Linked DNA regions of Mus musculus: region 1 is linked to region 2. The links are chromatin contacts, called in public ChIA-PET maps. All regions are on one chromosome and are shown on one strand. Each heading gives the region's core, a stretch centred on a gene start, on an enhancer-like site or on the middle of the called end of the contact. The rest is flanking DNA. Distances are from core to core; before and after follow the strand shown. Region 1 overlaps 4930469K13Rik (RIKEN cDNA 4930469K13 gene). Region 2 overlaps Kcnip1 (Kv channel-interacting protein 1).

Region 1 (4,075 bases), core at 5-2,504, 310 kb before region 2:
GAGTGGTGAGATGGCTTAGTGGGTAAAGGTGCTTGCTGCTAAGGCTGAGGACCTGGGTTCAATTCCCAGTGCCCACATGGTAGACAGAAAGAAGTGATAAGCTGACTTCTACATTTCTACTGACACATGTCTGCACATGCATATACATGAACGCACACTACCAAAAGCATGTAAATAAATAACTCATAATAATAAAGGTAAGGGGCTGGTGAGATGGCTCAGCGGTTAAGAGCACCGACTGCTCTTCCAAAGGTCCTGAGTTCAAATCCCAGCAACCACATGGTGGCTAACAGCCATCCGTAATGAAATCTGATGCCATCTTCTGGAGTGTCTGAAGACAGCTACAGAGTACTTACATATAATAAATAAATAAATAAATAAATAAATAAATAAATAAATAAATAAATAAAATAAAACAAAACAAAACAAAAAAATAATAATAAAGGTAAAATGTCTAGACATGTTTGGGAGGTGCCAGAGGACAACCTTGTAAGAAAACAGATGGTTTAAAGCTAGAATTCCCCAGCCCAGACGCTAGAATGCAGCTGCTTCCTCTGGAAGACTCCCAGAGCACACGCGCTCTCTCACTCAGCACACATGCACACACTCACTTCTACACTTCCAGCCCCCAACCTCAGGAAGTAGATTTCTCAAAAGCTAGGGCTGGATATGAGTCACAGGCAATTCCATTTTGTTTGGGGCACAAGACTTGTACTGTTTGAGGCCAGAGGAAGTTACTGAGAAGATGTGGTCCTAACCCCAAGGGAAATTCCCACCCGACAACTGTTTGACAGTCTGGGAGGAGCATGTTCCCTGTTCCCAGAAAGGATGTTGTTTCCCCAGTCAAGGTCTTGAAATCTGCAGGGCCTGGGACTTATGGGTGCAGCTGGGCTAGCAGAGAAGGAATGTGAGCAGCAGGGGGTCCTTTACAAGAGTCTGCAGAGTCAGAGTAGGAAGGAGGTTCTTGTATCTGCATTCAACGATAGGGCATGGGAAGGGGAGCATGCCATTAATATTTGGCACCTCAATTGCTCTGAGGTTTCCAAACTTTCCCTGGGAGCAGCAGCCTTTGGAGAGAGAAGGTGAAGGAGCCCCACAGCACCCTCCAGCCCCCCCTGCCTCCCTCTTCAGCCCATCCCACGTTCCTAAAACCCCAGGTTGTGAAGGAAGTGGTGAGGACTGTCAGTGCTCTCCTTGGCCCACATCAGGACAATCTAAGCAGAGAAGAGAATGACGTGGACACTCTTTCCTCCATTGCATCACAGTGGGAGAGGAGATGAGGCCTGCTGGGGAGGTGACCGCCCTTAGGGGCTGGCCCTGTGGTTCCCTGGAAGACAGGGAGGTGAACTGTCATGAAGGTTCTGATCAGACCTCTTCTGATTCCTTTCCTTTCTCCAGTGCAAACGCTTCGATGTGCCTCCTGCCATCCTGGTCCTTCAGCTCACAGGGTAGGCAGTGAGGAGTCTAGAAGCAGTTGCAGCTCTGACCTGCTTGCTGGCCTGGGGTGTGGGGGCGGGGGTCAGTTCTGCTGGCAGCCTCCCTCCTAGGCTACTCAGAGTCTACCTCAGAGACACTCCCTGGTGATAGTGAGGTTGACCAATACTCTTAGCAGCTCCTTGAGGAAGCAGAGCCCTCTCTCCACCACTGAGTCACAGGGTGGGCCGAGAGCATTGCGCCAATCCCAGCATCAGGAGAGTGGAAAACAACAGCACCGGCTGGTGAAACCACAGGAAGACAGAGTTTCAAACAGTCACCAGTCAACAAAAGACACCTTCCTGAACCTAGAGATCAGAGAGAAACCTGGGCCCGGTTTTGGGGGAGAAAAGAAACATTAGAAACAGATATTCTTAGCTGAAGTTTTGCTAGAAAGAACTTCTCCCAGAGGTTTTCTGGGGACACACATGAGCCACCAGAGACGACACACAGTCTTGCCCAGTGGCAGACAGCCTCCACGAGCACAATGACAACAACTTAGGCACAACAGAGAACTGGCCGCCAGACTGTACAGGTCATTGTGTGTGTGGATTCAAGGCTTCTGAAGGCAAAATTTGAAGATACGTAAAGAAGATATTATAATACAATCCACTTTGGCCATGAGAATTACTAGCCAGGGTGATGGAAGTCTGTGGGTGACAGGAAGTGGCTGAGCAGGTATCTCTGGAGAAACGTTTTTATGTAGGGTCATGGTGGCCTTTGTGCAAAGCTGCGGTTCTGACTGAGTGATCGTTACTGTTGCCTTTACAAGTCTCCGCTATGGTTTCTTTTCTTTTTCCTTCCCTCCCCTCCCCTCCCCTCCCCTCCCCTCCCCTCCCCTCCCCTCCCCTCCCCTCCCCTCCCCTCCCCTCCCCTCCCCTCCCCTCCCCTCCCCTCCCCTCCCCTCCCCTCCCCTCCTCTTCTCTTCTCTTCTCTTCTCTTCTCTTCTCTTCTCTTCTTTTTTTTTTTGGTCAGGAATGGCAAAAGCTGCCTTGGTTTTGATCCTGACAAACTCACAGTGAAGAACAGAAAGCAAGATGTTTTAGAAAGATGCTTCCAGAACAAGACCTGGCCACAGTCCGGTTAGCCACTCAGATAACCTGCAAACCCAGGTGGCAGGAGTCCTAGCTCCTCGGTTGCTATTAACTGAGACATTGCAGTTCCTCCCCAGCAGAGGGCAGAGTAGCTTCTCATTCGCCTCACCTCTTCGACTACAGCTAAAGGAAAGTCTGTTTAACAAAGAAAACGTAACTTGCCTTCTGCAAAGCTAAACATCAATTAGCCTACAAGCCTTCAGCTGGTCTGGGTGTGATAAAAACCCCAACGTTTCATCTTGGACCATATCATGACATCACGATTCTTACCAGGAGATTATGGGACTGTGCTCTGTGGCTGAAGCGTCTCTCACCTTGGCCCTGTGCAGTCAGCTCCTCATAGGCGAGCCTAGGGAAGCAGTACCAGACTTCTCTGGAGCCCTGAATTCACACCTTTGCCCCAGGTTAGAGCCTATTTGTTCATTTGCTGTGAAGATGTTTGTGTCAGTTTGTGATCTTTGACTAAAGTGGGTTTGGGGCGATGCGTGTCCAGTGGATCCCAGCGTGGGCTGTGGAAGCACCACCTTCAGGCACCACAGGCAGCCGCTTGGACCACATGTCCACAGGTTCAAGCAGTTTGGGCCTCAGAGGCTAGATCAGTTCCTCCAGCAGGAAGAAAGAGGAGAGGAGTCCGGACTTCACTTCCGGGTGCTACTGCGTCTGACTTCCCCTTTTCGAGAAAGCCTGTCTTTTTCTAGGGTTGCTATCGAACCTCCTCAGTTAATCTGTCTGTGGGATGAAAAGCTTCCTGCCACACTCGTTACCCTGTGTTATGAGAGAGATGCCTTCCGTGGCTTGGCTTCTCCCTGTGTTATCTGTTTCTCCCCTGCCATGTGCTGGCTCTTTCTCTTTCTCCACTCTTCTGCTTGGGTCCCGCTAACCCCAAAGATGGGAAAAAGACCACGGACCCAAATCATCATGGCCAAACTAATCAAGGCAATTAATTAATTAAAGCAAGCTTTAAAAAAATGTATACACAGGATGCTTCCCCCTAAAGCAGGGTTCAAAGGTCAGCACTGAATGTAAGGAAGATAAGGTTTTTATAGCTCAGGGGTAGAGGGTTTCCAAATTGGGGGGGGGGGTGGTTGGAGGGCAAAATAGGTGGGGAACATAAATAAAGCAAGTTTGTCATAACAATCTCCTGAAACAAAGACATGACTGCCAGGTAGGTGGTCATAGCAACATAATCATAACCACAGGGAGTCATAGCAAGGTACTCCTAGGTGGCCATACAACCTTTTAAACAAAGATAGGGTTGCAAGAAACTTTTGAGTCAAAATTGGGACAAGCAGTTCTGAACCATTTGTAGTTGGGTCACAGGTGGGGTGTAGCCTAATCTTTGAGAAACTGAGGTTTAATCATGAACAGGAATGAATCTAGTTTGTCTTTACTGTAAAATGGCTTTTATGCCTAAGATGGAGTTTGGTTCATCGGTTCTCTCTTCTTTATCATCTCTTGCTCGCTCTAGGCGGTGAGATAGCTCATGCGCGTGCGTGTGTCCCCCCCCC
Region 2 (3,994 bases), core at 1,228-3,727:
GCAGAGAGAGAGATGTATGCTAGGGCTCAGCTCATGTTCTTCCTTGGTGTCCTTATTCAGTCCAAGATCTTAGCCTATAGAACAGTGTTGCCCACAGTCACGGTTGGTCATCCCTCCTTAGTTAAATGGCTCTGGATACACACTCATACATACACTCATACGTGCACTCAGTGTGTTTCCTGGGAGATTCGAAATCCAGTTAAGTGGTAAATGAAGAGGTCACAGACGCCAATGCACTATGCCACCATATCCTATTGTCCAAGGCAGCCATAGCAGCCCAGACTCAAGAGACAAAGGCTTAAGCTTGAAGTCTGTGACGCCATAGGGTCTTGAAAGCAAATTGGAAGTAGGACAAGGCCAAGCCCCTCTCCTCTCCCTGTCTGTCTAGAGCAGCAGGTATCCCTCAGTAGAGGTGTCCCCTGGCTCTAGAGTTCCTCAGAGTGGGCGTGACCACAGCTTCCTCAGGGCCACTCTGATACCCAGCTTGGTAAAAACCAACCAACCAAACAAACAAACAAACAAAAGGCTTCCTTGGAAGCTCCCATAGAGCTGAGCCACTTGGGAATTCGTCCGACTCTGTCACCTAGCCCACATCTACCTCCTACCCAGCACACTCTCTACTGAGAGAGAAGTTTACTAATCTCTAAGCACAGCCACCCCTGAACGACTACTCTATCCCCTGCTGCCCCATCTGGAAAGTTTGACCTCTGAGTCTGCCTTGCCTCTCCAAGCCACCCAACAGACTATGTTGCCATTTTCTACTGGAGGTCTTCTCAACTCTCCCAGAATGTTGACTAACCCAAGAGCACCTCCGTGACTTTTCTGTCTCATCCCCTTTCCTCGATGATCCCCAATTTTCAAGAGAAACAGTGAGCAACACATCCACCTTCTCATGTCTGGACCTGAGGTATTTATTCTTGGCTTCACATCCTTTCCCAGTTCTGGGTTCTGAGTCTTTCGAAAACAAATCCAGGCTCATTTGCTGGTGTTTTGTTCACTCTCCCTGTCATAGTCCCTCCCTGTCACAGCCCCTCCTCATCACAGCCCCTCCCCATCACAGCCCCTCTCTGTAACAGATCCTACTTGTCATATCCCCTCCCTGTCACAGCCCCTCCCTGTCCCAGCCCCGCCCCCTCACAGCCCCTCCCTGTCCCAAACCCTCCCCATCATAGCCCCTCCCTGTCACAGCCCCTCCCTGTCACAGTCCCTCCCTGTCAAAGCCCCTCCCTGTCACAGCCCCTCCCCCTCATAACCCCTCTCTGTCACAGCCCCTCCCCATCACAGCCCCTCCCTGTCACAGTCCCTCCCCCTTACAACCCCTCTCTGTCACAGCCCCTCTCTGTCACAGCCCCTCCCCATCACAGCCCCTCTCTGTCACAGCCCCTCTCTGTCACAGCCCCTCCCTGTCACAGTCCCTCCCTGTCAAAGCCCCTCCCTGTCTCAGCCCCTCCCTGTCATAGCCCCTCCCTGTCACAGCCCCTCCACATCACAGCCCCTTCCTGTCATAGCCTCTCCCTGTCAAAGCCCCTCCCCCTCACAGCCCCTCCCCCTCACAGCCCCTCCCTGTCACAGCCCCTCCCCCTCACAACCCCTCCCTGAGGTACCCTGTGTTTTGAAATGGACCAAGTAAAAAGGGGAAATAATTGCAAAAATGCTGGTGAATGTAGTGGTCAGGGTCTGAGAACAATGCTAAATTAACAGATGTTTTCTCCCAGGGCTGTGCATGTAGGTACAGTAAAGGTTTAGAGACACACACACAGAGAATAGGATGCTCCAGGAAGGACACCTATGGCCATCCTGAAACTAAAGGGCAGAACCCAGAGAGCATGCTCTGCAGGCCAGTGCTGCCCAGCAAGACCTGAGGCCTCCAGTAGCACCCTGTTGTTTATTGCTCACACCCCAACAGGGAGGAAGCCAGAGAGCAATACTCTGCTAGATCTTGCCAGAGCTTCCCAGAGACTACACCCCCTTAGAACAGTGGTTTTTAATACTGTGACCCTTTAATACAATTCCTCATGTTGTGGTGACCCTCAGCCATAAAATGATTTCATTGCTACTTCATAACTACGAATTTGCTACTGTTGTGAATCAAAATGTAGATATCTGATATGCAGGATATCTGATATGTGACCCCTGTGAAAGGATCATTCGACCTCTAGAGAGGTCAGACCTACAGGCTGAGAATGACTGCCTTAGAAGCAGAGGATCAAACACACATTTCCCAAAACCCTCAGGGCTGGCAGGAGCTGAGAAGAAAGCTTAGCTGCACTTGCCAAAGCTTTGAGGCTTCCGTTCTCTGTGTGGGCGGGGTGATATGTGGGCTCAGCATCACAACACTGAGACAGGAATTCCAGTGCTAGCATCACTCAAGGATGGAGCTGCACTTCTCACATACACACATTTAACACCTCTCAAATACAGGCAAGCAGCTGACGCCATTCACTTTTTAACCCAAAGAAGAGCCACCTGGTAAGCCACATCCTCTCAAGGGGACTTCCCAGCGTTGTCATCCTTTATGTCTGCATGGTAACAATGACCTGTGTATGTCAAGAGTCTCTCAGGAGCCTGACAAGAAACAGACAGAATCCAAGGTGGATAGCTTGCAGTGATTCTGGACAAAGGTGTGGGCAGTTGTGGAAGGACACAGAGGAGAGTGCAGGACCCAGGCCTTACATGAACACCATGTGTGGTCACCAGGAGATTGAGGGACAGGGAACCAAAATCCTGTTGCACAGGAGACTGAGAAAATCTCCCTCTCTTTCTCCCAGTTTCTGTAGAAAGAGATCTCCTGAAAGCTCCCAGGAGTCTTAGTTGTTTGAAATTTCAAAGCTTTATTGAAGTGAGAGCAGTGAACACTCACAATTCAGGGAGCATTTTGCCTTTTATCCAGAACTGACTGTGAACAAACTTCTGGCCACTCTTGTCCTGTGTTCAGAACTTTGGAACTTTGATCCTTAGAGAAACTTTGTCCTGTTACATCACTTGTGTCTTATCTTTCTTCATTTCCTAAAGACACCCTGGACTTTTTCTTGGCCTCTTGGGACTTCCAAGTTTAAATGATCACAGCTTCTCTCTCTCTGTCTGTCTCTCTGGCTCTCTCTGTGTCTCTCTCCCCTTTCTGCTCTCTGTCTGTCTCTTTCCTCTTCTCTTCTCTTCTCTTCTCTTCTCTTCTCTTCTCTTCTCTTCTCTTCTCCTTTCCCCTCCCCTCCCCTCTCCTCCCTCCCCTCCCCTTCTCAGCTCCCCTTCTCCCCTCCCCTCCCCTCCCCTCCCCTTCTCTCTCTCTCTCTCTCTCTCTCTCTCTCTCTCTCTCTCTCTCTCTCTCTCTCTCTCTAGCTGTTTACTCAAGCTGAGTTCATTCATTCCTTACCATGATTCACAGAAGTGGTTGCAAGAAAATACCAAACACACACACACACATATGTATATATATGCTCATATCAAAATGTCTCTGCTCTCAAAAAAGTGTGCACATCACTGACATGAAGGAATACTGGATTCTGTTGTCTCAAGGAGTCAGTGTGTGTCGTGGAGAGAATAAATACAGCCTTCAGAATCCCAGACACAGTCCAAAACCACTGGTTGTAACACCATGTTTCTGAAATTTGATCATGTTTCTCATTGATTTCCATCCTGAAATTGGAAGTCTTTGCCCTCAAGACATAATAAAAGCCATTGGAAAGAAAATAGGAAAGCTCCACCCCTTAATATTTAAAGGAGAATGATTTTTATACAAAATACTCATTCGTCTGCTTAAAAGTAAATTACATTGTGGTGCCAGTTGGGTTGAGACCAGAACACTTTTGATTTATGGCTTCTGGAAGGAAAGGCCTAACTAATGAGATTTGCTCTTCTCTTCAGCCTAGACTAGCTGGGTGGCAGCTAAAGACCCCAGGCAAGGGGAGCATGTTGCTAGTGTCTGCCATGTCCCTGCCCTACTGCTAGTGTCCTGTACATACCCAAATTTCAGACCCATGTCTGACGCCTGTCTCTAGAC

The links. ChIA-PET counts read pairs in DNA pulled down with a chosen protein or histone mark.
Region 1: an RNA polymerase II ChIA-PET map of memory CD8 T cells shows a contact between it and region 2, with 186 read pairs. The contact joins two enhancer-like sites. A contact is called at or near these places in 2 of 115 datasets of contacts at active chromatin or transcription factors (effector CD8 T cells and memory CD8 T cells) and 1 of 9 other capture datasets (pancreatic islet).

Annotation. Positions count from the first base shown.
Region 1 is chr11:34,007,575-34,011,649 of GRCm38.p6, reverse strand. All of the region lies in intron 4 of 4930469K13Rik (RIKEN cDNA 4930469K13 gene), which reads left to right. Among named protein-coding and RNA genes, the nearest start is that of Gm51857, 27 kb to the right of the region's middle. Within about 2 kb of position 1,254, at least 150 of the 459 cell types and tissues checked have an H3K27ac peak or open chromatin away from gene starts, as enhancers often do. A contact at or near this core is called in effector CD8 T cells and memory CD8 T cells, where this site is marked.
Region 2 is chr11:33,699,319-33,703,312 of GRCm38.p6, reverse strand. All of the region lies in intron 1 of Kcnip1 (Kv channel-interacting protein 1), which reads left to right. Among named protein-coding and RNA genes, the nearest start is that of Gm12119, 67 kb to the right of the region's middle. Within about 2 kb of position 2,477, at least 34 of the 459 cell types and tissues checked have an H3K27ac peak or open chromatin away from gene starts, as enhancers often do. A contact at or near this core is called in effector CD8 T cells and memory CD8 T cells, where this site is marked.